Linked DNA regions of Mus musculus: all the other regions are linked to region 2. Evidence: chromatin contacts called from public HiChIP or PLAC-seq data. All regions are on one chromosome and are shown on one strand. Each heading gives the region's core, a stretch centred on a gene start, on an enhancer-like site or on the middle of the called end of the contact. The rest is flanking DNA. Distances are from core to core; before and after follow the strand shown. Region 1 overlaps Myo3a (myosin IIIA). Region 2 overlaps Myo3a (myosin IIIA). Region 3 overlaps Gad2 (glutamic acid decarboxylase 2).

Region 1 (4,470 bases), core at 1,900-4,399, 300 kb before region 2:
CAGAGAAACTCTGCCTCAAAAAACAAAAACAAAAACAAAAACAAAAACAAAAACAAACAAACAAACAAACAAACAAAAGACTTTGTTATTTATCAAGACAGCTTTTTCTTCTGACCTTTTGATATAGTGTTATATCCATATGTATTATTTGGGCAGTCTTCCCTATATACAGTTGCATTCTATCAGTACTATTTTCAAGAACTTATATCTAAGTCCGTAACTGAGATCGCCTGATTCAGCTTTTAAGGAAATGTTGCTTCGAGACCTTCTGTTCTAAGATGTACAGACTTCTGAAAGTAGATGCTTTTATTTTTCACAGTTTTCTCTCAAGCATAACACACACCATGAATATGCACTATTCTCTGAATATCTCAAGGCATTTGCCTAAATATGCTAAGTTTTTTGAAAGTTTTTTGGAGTAATTCTTTGATGGAATTGTCATTGTAATGTTTTTCTTGGAAAAGCATAGTACATCAAGTAATTGCTTGTGCAAAATAAATTGCCTTTACAGAATGTGGATATTTAGTATTTTCACAGTATAGTTGGTATAATACTATTCTTATTTCTATTTATTTGTGGATTAAAAACAATTAGGCCTTTATTTTTTTTTAGTAGCATTGCCTTAGCTTCATTTATATAATCGTATTTCTGTCTTGTAGCCCAATAACAGCATCATATTCAATTCCCACAAGGGATGGATCTGTCTGTTAGGTGAGTCTTCATGACTTGTGGTTTCAGAGAATGCCTCTCCGGACACATGTGCTTCACTAAATCTAGTTGAGTGGGTAATCAAATCAACTGTACTGCTTGTTTATTTTGAGTGTGGTCTTTATTGACAAGTTTATAACCAGGAATCATTTAAATTATTATTGAATGGTGATTCTTAAAAGAAATTTAGAACATTTATAGAAATAAAAAGTAACACATCATACGTTGTTTTAAAGCTATTTCCCTTATTTCCACAAGAATGGATTCCTGATTTGTTGACTGAATTCATCACAATGAAATACTTTAAAACTAAACACTTCATATGGAAACAATTAAAATTTCTGCAGCCAAAATTTTTCCTTATCACATTGATTTTTATCTCTTCAAGACTACAGAGGATGTGGAATTAATACAGAAGGAGAAAGGTAATTACCAATGTGCTTGCAACTGCCCATTAAGTTTTCAGTACAGACATACAAAATAAGACCAGTGATGCCAGCAACATTGAAGCTGAACAGTTTCTTGGCATGTTTAGATGCTATAGTAGTGATTTATCCAGATAGAGTCCTACAGAATCACATAATTGCACTTAATATAATAATATTAGTATATTGTTGATTTATGAATACAGTGATAATATATTTGATATGTTAATAATATACAACAAATTATTATATTATATACTATAACAATGATAACATTGTAAAAAATATAAATTCACACATAATGCATTCATTATTTCATCCCACTAGAAAAAAAAGGCTTTTAAAAGAACTAGCATAGAGCCAGGTAATGGTGGCTCTAGGCTTTAATTCCAGCACTGGGGAGGCAGAGGCAGGCAGATTTCTGAGTTTGAGGCCAGCCTGGTCTACAGAGTGAGTTCCAGGGCAGCCAGGCTGGCACAGCAAATTCTTGTTTTTAAAAACCTAAAATAAATTAACTAATAAGTTAATTAATTTTTAAAATCTAGCATGTTTTTAGGCATTGGTCTTATAACTAATCATCATGGGATAGCCTCTAAGCGTCTGAAAAGAATTATTGGGCCAGGATACATTTTATGATTGTCATGATTGTTATGATAGTCTGAAGTGAAGAAACAAATGAAGTCCCATTTGTTGATTGTTGATCTTAGAGCATAAGCCATTGTTGTTCTGTAGGCTATAAAAATTATAGCCTATTCATCAATTGCCCACATAGGATGAATATTAGCAATCCTTCCTTACAACCCATCCCTCACACTACTCAACCTCATAATCTATATTATTCTTACAGTCCCTATATTCATAGCACTTATACTAAATAGCTCTATAACCATTAACTCAATCTCACTTCTATGAAATAAAACCCCAGCAATACTAACCATAATCTCACTGATATTACTATCCCTAGGAGGTCTTCCACCACTAACAGGATTTCTACCAAAATGAATTATCATCACAGAACTTATAAAAAATAACTGTCTAATCATAGCAACACTCATAGCAATAATAGCCCTCCTAAACCTATTCTTTTATACTCGCCTAATTTATTCCACTTCACTAACAATATTTCCAACCAACAATAACTCAAAAATAATAACTCACCAAACAAAAACTAAACCCAACCTAATATTTTCCACCCTAGCTGTCATAAGTACAATAACCCTACCCCTAGCCCCCCAACTAATTATCTAGAAGTTTAGGATATACTAGTCCGCGAGCCTTCAAAGCCCTAAGAAAACACACAAGTTTAACTTCTGATAAGGACTGTAGGACTTCATCCCACATCTATTGAATGCAAATCAATTGCTTTAATTAAGCTAAGACCTCAACTAGATTGGCAGGAATTAAACCTACGAAAATTTAGTTAACAGCTAAATACCCTATTACTGGCTTCAATCTACTTCTACCGCCGAAAAAAAAAATGGCGGTAGAAGTCTTAGTAGAGGATTTCTCTACACCTTCGAATTTGCAATTCGACATGAATATCACCTTAAGACCTCTGGTAAAAAGAGGATTTAAACCTCTGTGTTTAGATTTACAGTCTAATGCTTACTCAGCCATTTTACCTATGTTCATTAATCGTTGATTATTCTCAACCAATCACAAAGATATCGGAACCCTATATCTGCTATTCGGAGCCTGAGCGGGAATAGTAGGTACTGCACTAAGTATTTTAATTCGAGCAGAATTAGGTCAACCAGGTGCACTTTTAGGAGATGACCAAATTTACAATGTTATCGTAACTGCCCATGTTTTTGTTATAATTTTCTTCATAGTAATACCAATAATAATCGGAGGCTTTGGAAACTGACTTGTCCCACTAATAATCGGAGCCCCAGATATAGCATTCCCACGAATAAATAATATAAGTTTTTGACTCTTACCACCATCATTTCTCCTTCTCCTAGCATCATCAATAGTAGAAGCAGGAGCAGGAACAGGATGAACAGTCTACCCACCTCTAGCCGGAAATCTAGCCCATGCAGGAGCATCAGTAGACCTAACAATTTTCTCCCTTCATTTAGCTGGGGTGTCGTCTATTTTAGGTGCAATTAATTTTATTACCACCATTATCAACATGAAACCTCCAGCCATAACACAATATCAAACTCCACTATTTGTCTGATCCGTACTTATTACAGCCGTACTTCTCCTATTATCACTACCAGTACTAGCCGCAGGCATTACTATACTACTAACAGACCGCAACCTAAACACAACTTTCTTTGATCCCGCTGGAGGAGGGGACCCAATTCTCTACCAACACCTGTTCTGATTCTTTGGACATCCAGAAGTTTATATTCTTATCCTCCCAGGATTTGGAATTATTTCACATGTAGTTACTTACTACTCCGGAAAAAAAGAACCTTTCGGCTATATAGGAATAGTATGAGCAATAATGTCCATTGGCTTCCTAGGCTTTATTGTATGAGCCCACCACATATTCACAGTAGGATTGGATGTAGACACATGAGCTTACTTTACATCAGCCACTATAATTATCGCAATTCCTACCGGTGTCAAAGTATTTAGCTGACTTGCAACCCTACACGGAGGAAATATTAAATGATCTCCAGCTATACTATGAGCTTTAGGCTTTATTTTCTTATTTACAGTTGGTGGCCTAACCGGAATTGTTCTATCCAACTCATCCCTTGACATCGTGCTTCACGATACATACTATGTAGTAGCCCATTTCCATTATGTTCTATCAATGGGAGCAGTGTTTGCTATCATAGCAGGATTCATTCACTGATTCCCATTATTTTCAGGCTTTACCCTAGATGACACATGAGCAAAAGCCCACTTCGCCATCATGTTCGTAGGGGTAAACATAACATTCTTCCCTCAACATTTCCTAGGCCTTTCAGGAATACCACGACGCTACTCAGACTACCCAGCTGCTTACACTACATGAAACACTGTCTCTTCTATAGGATCATTTATTTCACTAACAGCTGTTCTCATCATGATCTTTATAATTTGAGAGGCCTTTGCTTCAAAACGAGAAGTAATATCAGTATCATATGCCTCAACAAATTTAGAATGACTTCATGGCTGCCCTCCACCATACCACACATTCGAGGAACCAACCTATGTAAAAGTAAAATAAGAAAGGAAGGAATCGAACCCCCTAAAATTGGTTTCAAGCCAATCTCATATCCTATATGTCTTTCTCAATAAGATATTAGTAAAATCAATTACATAACTTTGTCAAAGTTAAATTATAGATCAATAATCTATATATCTTATATGGCCTACCCATTCCAACTTGGTTTAC
Region 2 (4,896 bases), core at 1,544-4,043:
GCACCCATTGAATGGCTGCACATGTTCCTAAATCCATTTGACCCTGAGATATAGTGTCTCCATTATGAAAAATTATGTTATTATTTGGGGATAACATGAAAAAACAAACAGACAGAAACAGGGCCTCATAGCATAGGCCCCAAATCAGTCTAGCTGGCTATAGAGTAAATTTAAGACTAAACTGGGTAACTTAGACACTGTCTTAAAAAAAATATACAAAAAGGGCTAGGGAAGGTAGTTCAGTAGTGGAATGCTTTGTGAAGATTTGTGAAGCCCTAAATTCAACCCTAGTGCCTCAGAACAAGAAGAGGAGGAGGAAGAGGAAGAGGAGGAGAAAGAGAAGCAGGAGGAAGAGGAGGAGGAGGGGGAAGAGGAGGAGGGGGAAGAGAAGGAGGAGGAGGAGGGGGAAGAGGAGGAGGACAGGGAAGAGGAGGAGGAGGAGGAGGAAGAAGGGGAGGAGGAGGAGGAGGAGGAGGAGGAGGAGGAGGAGGAGGAGGAGGAACAGCTGCAGCACCTGCCACCAAGTCAGTGCCATTAGTAATCATCATCATTGGACCTCCTGGCATGATAATTTGGCAGTTTCCTTCATTGGGCTTAACCAAAAGGTTTCCCTGGGATGCTAAAATATGCTATGGAATGAGATTGGTGCTGTCTAGAAACCAGAACAGGTCCCCTCCAGTTTCATTCAGTTTAACAGAAAGAAGCAATTTCTACATCTAAAGCACACTTGCATCTGCATTAAGAAGCATGACAAATTACTTTATTCAAGTTAAACTTTGCCCAAAAGCCAATGACTATCCTGGCCCTGCTGGGCATGGGAGTGACAGTAACAAGGAAGGTGACAGTGTTCTAGAGTTGCTTAGAGTTGCTTATTGTTTAATTAGACAAAAGGACATCAGAAAAGGTAAGCTTAGTAAGGTTGAAAATGTTGCCAGTGGGAGAGGAAGAGAAGAACAGCACACAGGACAAGAATATCAATTGCCTAGGGGAAGGTGGGAAGTGAGTCTCAGGAGGAAATTGAGAAATGACTCAGACAAACTAAGATCCACGGAGAACCTGCACAAAAGACTCTTGTAAATCCAAGACAGACATTTGGGAAATCCCTGTCATATCGATGATTTCCCCAAGAGACTTGAGAAATGATAGAATGGCATGCACAGTAAATGCTTATGGTACCTTGACCATACATAAAACTTCCACGAAGTTATCAATCCCGATTGAGTCCCTACAAACCCTTAAATCTAAGTCTCTGTCTTTAGAAGAACACATTGGTATCTTGGTGGGAACCTCAGTGACAGCAATGTGCCCGGTCTGCATTTGCAGAGTGATTTGGCACATCGTATCATTACATCCTTCCTTTCTATTTACAACCAGGAGTCTCCCCTTTTCCTCTTTGATTTAGGTAAAGACAGTAAAAATTGTGAAAGGATTGGAGGACCTGATTTTTCTAAATGGCTGACCCACTTCTAATTAATTGTGGAGAGGCCAGTCACTTCTGTTAAACTGCTGGCAAGTGAAATCATTCTCTGGATTTCAAATGCAAAAGCCTTTGATAAATATGATCCTTAAAGCCACTGGCTGTGATGAAATCCCTGTGGTTGTAATGAGAGTCAGTGATGTAGACAAATGAAGGGTTAAATCACTGACCGCATAGGTACTAGATGGGAGCAGGTGGGAGATGCTCTTGGCAATGATGCAATGGCAGATGGGCAGGTGAGCATGTTCCTGGGTGGATGCTAAAAAGCCCTTGGAAACATGACTGCAGACAGGTGAAAACTTGACTCAGAGGTTACTATTTAAGTAATTTCACTGAACCCTTAGCAGATTATACAGATTTTCTGTTCTTTCTTTTTCTTTTTTGGGGGGGTGGGGGGGGGATGAGGTGTGGGTGGGAATGGTGGAGACCTCTGGAGTTGCTTACCAGATAAGAAAGAAGAGAAGGATTCAGAAGCCAGTGGTTACAGTAAACCATTCAAAGTCACAGCAGGCTGGTATTGTTTTTACTTGTATTTCTGACTATTGTTACTCACTTGCTAATGAAGTCATTGAACTCTGCGGACCACAGCTCAGGCTGCCGGAGTTTAGGGGGTGGATTCCTAGAAAATAAGAATTAAGGTTGGGATGGGAGCTGTGCATTGGTTAGATGGTGAAATAGGAGAAGCAGAGCAAAGACTTGCTTGACAGTCCTTGATGATACAGGTTCTGCCTGTATCATCAAGGACTGTCATTTCCCAATTCCAAGAACGGTAATTAGCGACTCATCATTCTTTATATAAAATGACAGCTTCCTAGTTTCTCTGAAAGCAGTTAATGTATAACCCAATTTTGCTGTTATTATTATTTTTCCTCCCTAAGAATCGTCTTGGGTTGTATGTGAAATCACTTAGTAGGAAATACCAATGTTTATCAGAACAGGAATATTGAATATTGGAAAAAAGTACTACAGAAGTCCCCCAGGAAGGTACAGGTGCACAGAGGTGCCCTGGAACAGGTAGCAACCCGCAGCAGGAAGGGACAAAAGCTTCCAGAGCTGTTCTTTTGTTCCGAGAAACATGGCAGGAAGCATGCACGCTTGTATGTGACAAAAGCAAAGAAGCAGAAAATGCCATTAGCTATAGTGCTCTGAATGCCGCTTAAAAGATCTTGTTATTAATTCTTTTCGTTTTTTTAAGCTGAGCAATTTTTTTTTTTTTCGAGCATCTGTGCACACAAAAGGGCTGTCACTTGACAGTGAGGCTGATGTGACTGTAATCAAGCACCATTGATCAACCATAATGGCTAAATTTGCTGAAGTGTCACTTTATGTTAATTCTAACAGCTCTTTGTTTTCATTAGGGGGATGGAAATGCTTTGTCCTCAGTCCTGTACTGCTCCTTAAACAGCTTATAATGAAATTAATGTATAGTCGGTACAGACTCATTAAAGCTAAGTGCACCTACGCATCTAACTGGATCACACCAAAGAGCACCAAAGCACCTTTCAGTCCAGTGGACTAGATGAAGATTGCTGATTTGAGCATTTGAAAAACTACTGTTATTCAGCCAATAATTTTACTTTGTTGCTTGTCCACTGAAAATGTCCTTTTACAGATTGAATTGCCTTGGGTATAACATAGTTTGCCAATTTCATAATACCCAGAACTGTAGTTATTCAGATCCCCTTTCCACATATTTCTACAACCATTATTTTCAGTATTTAATTTTAAGGACATGCTAGCAGCAGAAACAGTAAAAAATAATTAGTATGATGCACTTTGTTGCACTAAGTGTTACCAAGGCACAATAATCAGGGCTCTCCATCTTTCCTGTTTACCACCTTCATCTTTACCACCAAGTATGAAAACACAGGGTAAATATGATGGTTTATACTATGACTAAGGTGACTTAGGCATATATAGTTTCACCTTATATAATAAATGACAATAGAAGTTAGAAAAAATATATTTTTCTTGAAATGCTTTTGGTATATAGAGGATTTCTTCTTTCCTACACATCTTGTTTCCCCCATACAAGTGACATGTTTTATAAGACCAGTGTTATATAACACTGGACATTGAAATATAAAGAATGATGTATTATAATTCAGAGTTAGCACAGGAAGTTCCAAAGTATTAAACAACTTTTAATGCTTCATTACTAGAAAAACTTAATTACACACAAAAAAGGGATCCCCTTTCAGGAATAAGTATAACATGGTGGTATCATTTCTTTAGGACTACAACACAAAGTGTCTAACCTCCCCATCCCCAACTCCAGGTATATTTCACATGTTGAAATCACAACCTTTAATTAATAGCATGTGTAATTATTGACTATCTATGTACTACTATCTCTGGACCCCTGGCAATACAAGCTATGTGTGTTGGTATCAGGACCTCCGAAATCCATGACATCACATAGGCAGTAGAGAGACCTATACATCTGTTGCCAAGATAATGGCCACCATATTCCCAGAATTCATTGGGCTTACCTCCCACCTTTACCTGTCACCATGTCACCATCCATATATATAAGAGGAATGCTCTCTCTCTTCCCCACTTTCTTTTTGCTGCCACCTTGACCCTCCCCCCCCCTCTCTCAATAAATCTCATAGGGAACTGTTTGAACTGGTGTATTCCTTCTGAAGCTGCACAGTGTTCATGATCATAACAATGTGTGTATCTTCCTTAGAATCCATGGGTGAGGAAAAATTCTTATGGTCTCTAAAAATATCTTACTTATAATTAACATGGATTTTTTTTTCAAATTTGAGACACCTAGAACTTACCAATACATATTTAAAAGAGAAATACATATTTAGAAGAGAAACTATCCAGCTGAAGTAGTGCAGTTGGCAGGTAAATATTATAGGTAACATGGTCAGATGGCCAGTTGAAGGGTAGGTAAGGCTATACACATCCTTAAGGTGAGTGTAGTAGGGTACATCTATAAGCCCACAAAGGACATGAAGCAGGCAGATCATCTTCAAAGTCATCTTCGGCTACTTAATGATTTCAAGGACAACTTAAGTTACATGGGGCTTTAGTTTTAAAACTTTCTAGAACACTTCTGCCTATTTCCATGATAAGAAGTCAGTCCCTAGAAGGGAAAAATAGGCTGCTGATCTTGGTTGCCTGACCTTGGTATTTTGAAGAGTGCTCTCATGGGATGCAGCTCAGCTAGTGGAGGATCTCCATCACCAAGCTCAATAGCCGTGATACCCAGGGACCATGTGTCACATCTAGCATCGTAAGTGGTATCTAGTTGCTGTTCACAAGCAATCACCTAGAAGACAAAAGCAGCAAAATGCTCAGAGAGAAATCTAAGTGTTTAACCTGATAAAGTTGAGAGCTAAATAAAGATAAAGGCAGGAATTAGAAGAAAAAAGAATGATACGTGTAGTATTTTTATTCTAAGA
Region 3 (4,692 bases), core at 954-3,453, 350 kb before region 2:
ATCTGGAAACCAGCCATTTACCTCCGTAACATTCATGCCACTATTGAGCTCATGGATATATCTTGCCAGATTGGTTGTTGTTATAGTTTGAAGGGGTCACATTCATGTTTTTTTTTTTAAAATGTTGTGATGTAACACTTAACTGTGTAACTTAAGTAGCATGTTAACCACCTATGTGTAATAATCATTTCTGTGTTCTTAACTATTTTCAGATATTGTACAATTACTACCATCTGTTTCCCAGAGCTCTTTTATAGTGTAAAGCCAAAATTCTTCAGTAAATGGTAACTTCCTACTGGCTTTTCCCCCAACACCCCACCCACCGACAACCTCTGCCTGGTCTCTGTTTCTATCAATTGGGCTATTTTATGCATAGCACTCAACTGTACTTTGTTTATGCACTCTTCCTGCCATGGACAGTAAGGCTGCTTCTGCGATTGGCTTCTGTGGATAGTTCTGCTAGATAGTTCTGTGGATAGATACTTCTTTAAGATGCTGTTTTCAATTGCTAAAGGTACATACCTAGAGGCAGAATTACTGGAACATATGGTTAATATAATTTTAAACTTCTGAGAAACTGCCATTCTACACTCTACAGCTACTGTGTTAACTTTACACACATACCAATAGCACACAAAGGATGCCCTTTCTCCACATCCTCACCAGTGTTTATGATTTCTGCTTGTTTTGGAGACAGGATCTTTCTGTGTTGCCCGGGCTATGCTTGATTCTTTGAGTTCAAGTGATTCTATTGTCTTAGCCTCCTGAAGTTGGCTTGTATTTTTCTGGCTCTTGAGGACAGTCTTCTAGTAGACATGATGGTAACACTTCGTGCTTTTGATGTGTGCTCTCTACTGACTGGCCTAGACTCTCTTCATGTGCTTCTTGACCCTCTATACATTTTCTTCTGTGAAATGTTTATTAAAGTACTTTGGTTATTTTTGAATGGAGTTGGTTTAGTTATTATTGTTATTTTCATTGAATTCACATGAGTTTCTTGAGGAACTATAAAAACATATTGAGAATTGTTGGTGGATGTGAGGTTCCAGCACAAAGTAATTCTGAACCAGTCTCTCTTTCTCTGTGTGTGTGCTGCATGTATGAGTGTGTGCTTGAGAGAGAGAGAGAGAGAGAGAGAGAGAGAGAGAGAGAGAGAGAGAGAGAGAATAATGGTATGTGCATACTTCAGCACGCATGTGGAGGTTAGAGGACAACTGTGGATATCGGTCTTCACTTTCTACCTATAAGCCAAGCTAATCTTTGTCCCCTAGCCTTGGATACTTCTCTCATGTTTACATTTTCCATTTCTCAGGAGGGACAGAGACTAGAGACACTGTGAGCATATGCTTTTTATGTGAGTTCTGGAGTTCAGAACTCAGTATGTTTTACCCACTGAGCTAGTTAATACCCCAGCCCTAAACTAGCTTTTCACAAACACTCAGCAACTGACTCCAGTAACAGTGTACCACAATATTCTCAAACTTACAATTTGCTCCTGAAAGGTTGCTTGCCTTTACTCCTTCCTTCCTTCTTTCCTTCCTTCCTTCTTTCCTTTCTTCCTTCTTTCCTTCCTTCCTTCCTTCCTTCCTTCCTTCCTTCCTTCCTCCTTCCTTCCTCCCTCCCTCTCTCCCTTCCTTCCTTCCTTCCTTCCTTCCTTCCTTCCTTCCTTCCTTCCTTCCTCCCTTCCTTGTTTTCTTCTGATTTTTTTTATTAGCATAGAAACTAATAAGTTTCACTATGACATTCTCATGGGTATTTTGTTTTCCTTGATCCATCTCTTCTAGTCCTCTCTCCTGCCTTCTGTTCCCCTCTGGTTGTTTCCCTTCCTTTTCCAATGATCTCCTTTCACATCACATGAATTCTATTACCCCCCAACACACACACACACACACACACACACACACACACACACACACACACACACACACCTTGAGATGCCTCCTTTCTCCACTTATGTTCCCCTGTATAGTTTCAAGAAACTATACTTAGTTTCTCATAAATTTAGTGACATTGTATGCATCACATATGAAGGGAAGTTGATTCTAAGTCCAGCTTTCTTCCTCTGGAGTTCTAGGAGGTGGAACTGGTCATACAGGGGCCAAGCAGGTGGGTCATATTGACAGCCCACTGCACACTCTTTGTGCTTTTACTTCCAGTCTGAATTCCGGGTTTTGATTGCTGTAATCACTGTGACATTTGGAGAGCTGAGAAAGACTAACCTAAGCCCAGCTGTATTGCATCTGCCCATCAGTCTCTTACTATTAACTACAGATCATTAAGCTGTCCAAAAGGAGAGCAGCTCCCTCAATTTCCATCTCCAAAGGGCTGCTGAGTAGAATTTTAAATTATGCTTCTAAAGAGGCATGCTTTTCTCAAATGCCCACTCACCATTCATCTGAAAATTTAAGTATGCAGTACATGAACTTGTAACATATTTTTAGGGAAACTGTCTAATACAGCAGAAAATCATGTTTGTAACAGCAACAAATAATATCAACCAATAAAGGGGACACACCGAAGGGCTAAGTTCTAAAACCTCAATGTAGCTAGAAGTAACCAGAAAGGGCCATTAGATTCATTTTACAACCTCAGAATGACTAAGTAGATACCTGACTCTAAGCTACCTGGGAGCTAGGAGAAAAAAACTCAGTGAGGCCAGGGATTTTAAAGATGTATGACACCTGTCCCCTTTCCACCTTTTCAATCACAAACCAATGTTCTTTGTATTTGGCAGATACTAGGAAACCCGGAGTAGAAGTTCAGAGGAAAGCAGTGTTCAGTCCTTTATTGCTAGAAGGGCTTAGAGCAGAGAGACCAGCTGTCTTTGCTGAAAAAGCACAAATACCTCAAATTGTGTCCCTCAGTAAATGTGCTGAGAAGTCCTGATCTGCAGACTGGCAAATTGCAGCTAAGTAAGAGATCTGCTGCACCTGCCCATGATAGGCACATTCTTGTCTGGTCTTTAACGAGAAAGAACAGGGATGTGTAATTGAGGAGTAATTACAAAGGATAATTGATTGCTGTAAGAATGCCACAGATTTAAGGAACCCTACATGCCTCAATAGAGAGTTTAAACATAGGAACAAAGTAGATATAAGGCATGAGAGAAGAAAATTAGGCACCAGGCAGTATTTGTATTTTCAGGAAAAAGGAACAGAGGCATATAGCTAAGCAGTACCTACAATAGTAAGGCATCCATGGGGAGGAAGGAAGTTGAGGGTCACAAAGACATTTAACAAGAAAAAAGAGCAGAGATCAGTTGAATGGGATGCCTTTCTATGTATGAGACAATATAAGACAATTGCTTTTAATGTTTGTATCTCATAGTGGAACCATTTGTGTATAAACCAGAGGAGAATAGCATTTAAAAGACAAGTTCCTTCCTAGATGCTGAGGATTCTGGGTGGAAAATTGTCTAGGGAGAACTTAGCAGATGCTTGTCAACAGCACAGTAGCAGGCAGTGGTCATGTAGGAATTGTTATCCCAATATGGGGCTGGAAAGGATACATTATTCTGGGTGGCTTCAGAAGGCAAAATTATGAACAAATTTGGAAGTTTCAAGGAATAAAATTTGTTTCTCAATAATGAAGATTAGCATAATATTCTATTGCTCATCAATGGGCACATTCCACTTTCCTGATTTAGAAAATATATTGAAACTTTGACAGAGGTCAGTGCTCATTTAAGATTAAGTCATATTGCTATTCATGAGTAACAGATATTGAACCCATTTGGTTTTATTTCAAACTAAACCAAAATTTCAGTTTGATAGAAAGTTTCATTTCTGTATTTTTCATATAGAAATGTTGAAAACTGCTAGAAGAAAATACTTCAAGACAAAATGACAGGCATCAGTTTCTGAGCCACAGTGACACAGTAACAGGACCCAAAAGTGACAAACGGGGTGGGGGTGGGGTTCATGAAATGAGAAGTTTCTGCACAGCAGAAGAAGCTCTCAGCAGAATGAGCTGACAGCCAATAGGATGGAAGAAAACCTTTGTCAGCTCTACTTCAGACAAGAGGTTAATATCTGGAGTGTATAATGAACCAAAAAAATTAAACACCTCAAACCCTCAACTGCCAATAATGAACAGACAGCAATCAAAGAGTAACAAATGAGCTAGAAATGGAACAGACAGTAATCAAAGAAAGAAAGGCACATAGAAAATAAGTATTTTCTAAATGTTCACAACATCTCTAGGAATTAGAGAAATGCAAAGTCAAACTACTTTGGGATTCTGACTCGCCCCAGTTAGAATGATGACAGTCAAGAGAGCAAATGTCAACAAACACTGGCATAGCCCTCACAGGAGATCTGGGGAAAGGGGAGTCACTGCACATTGCTGGTAGCAGTGTGAACTAGTGTCCCACTGTGACAAGCAATGTAAAGACTTCTCACAAAACTGAGCAGAGTTGTCACATGCCCCAGCTGTACCACTCCGAGGCAGATACCTAAAGGACACTACAGAGACAGATGCACATCCATGTTTAATACAGCTCTTAATACAGTAGCCAGGAAGCATAGTTATGGAAGATGTCTGTCACATGATGGAGGATAGTGAAAATGTGGTTAATATATGTACAATGGATTTGCATTAAGGTATAATGAAGTTATGAAAATTCCAAGAAAATGGATAGAATTGGAAAACATATTGAGTGAGGTTACTTAGGCTCATAAGAACAAAACTCTC

Evidence for each region. HiChIP or PLAC-seq counts read pairs in DNA pulled down with a chosen protein or histone mark.
Region 1: an H3K4me3 HiChIP or PLAC-seq map of embryonic basal ganglia shows a contact between it and region 2, with 4 times the contacts expected there. The contact joins two enhancer-like sites. A contact is called at or near these places in 2 of 115 datasets of contacts at active chromatin or transcription factors (embryonic basal ganglia and embryonic stem cells) and 3 of 9 other capture datasets (embryonic tail, embryonic trunk and pancreatic islet).
Region 3: a contact with region 2 is called in an H3K4me3 HiChIP or PLAC-seq map of embryonic basal ganglia, with 3 times the contacts expected there. The contact joins two enhancer-like sites. A contact is called at or near these places in 4 of 115 datasets of contacts at active chromatin or transcription factors (a beta-TC-6 cell line, embryonic basal ganglia, embryonic forebrain and 1 more) and 2 of 9 other capture datasets (embryonic tail and embryonic trunk).

The regions. Positions count from the first base shown.
Region 1 is chr2:22,587,935-22,592,404 of GRCm38.p6, reverse strand. The region is part of intron 30 of Myo3a (myosin IIIA); the gene reads right to left. Among named protein-coding and RNA genes, the nearest start is that of Gad2, 32 kb to the left of the region's middle. Within about 2 kb of position 3,149, at least 11 of the 459 cell types and tissues checked have an H3K27ac peak or open chromatin away from gene starts, as enhancers often do. A contact at or near this core is called in embryonic basal ganglia, where this site is marked.
Region 2 is chr2:22,291,673-22,296,568 of GRCm38.p6, reverse strand. It overlaps Myo3a (myosin IIIA), which reads right to left. Exons shown (of 34, transcript NM_148413.3): 7 at 4,618-4,763; 8 at 2,031-2,096. Among named protein-coding and RNA genes, the nearest start is that of Myo3a, 67 kb to the right of the region's middle. Within about 2 kb of position 2,793, at least 17 of the 459 cell types and tissues checked have an H3K27ac peak or open chromatin away from gene starts, as enhancers often do. A contact at or near this core is called in embryonic basal ganglia and embryonic forebrain, where this site is marked.
Region 3 is chr2:22,643,877-22,648,568 of GRCm38.p6, reverse strand. The region is part of intron 7 of Gad2 (glutamic acid decarboxylase 2); the gene reads right to left. Among named protein-coding and RNA genes, the nearest start is that of Mir3967, 8.1 kb to the left of the region's middle. Within about 2 kb of position 2,203, at least 10 of the 459 cell types and tissues checked have an H3K27ac peak or open chromatin away from gene starts, as enhancers often do. A contact at or near this core is called in embryonic basal ganglia and embryonic forebrain, where this site is marked.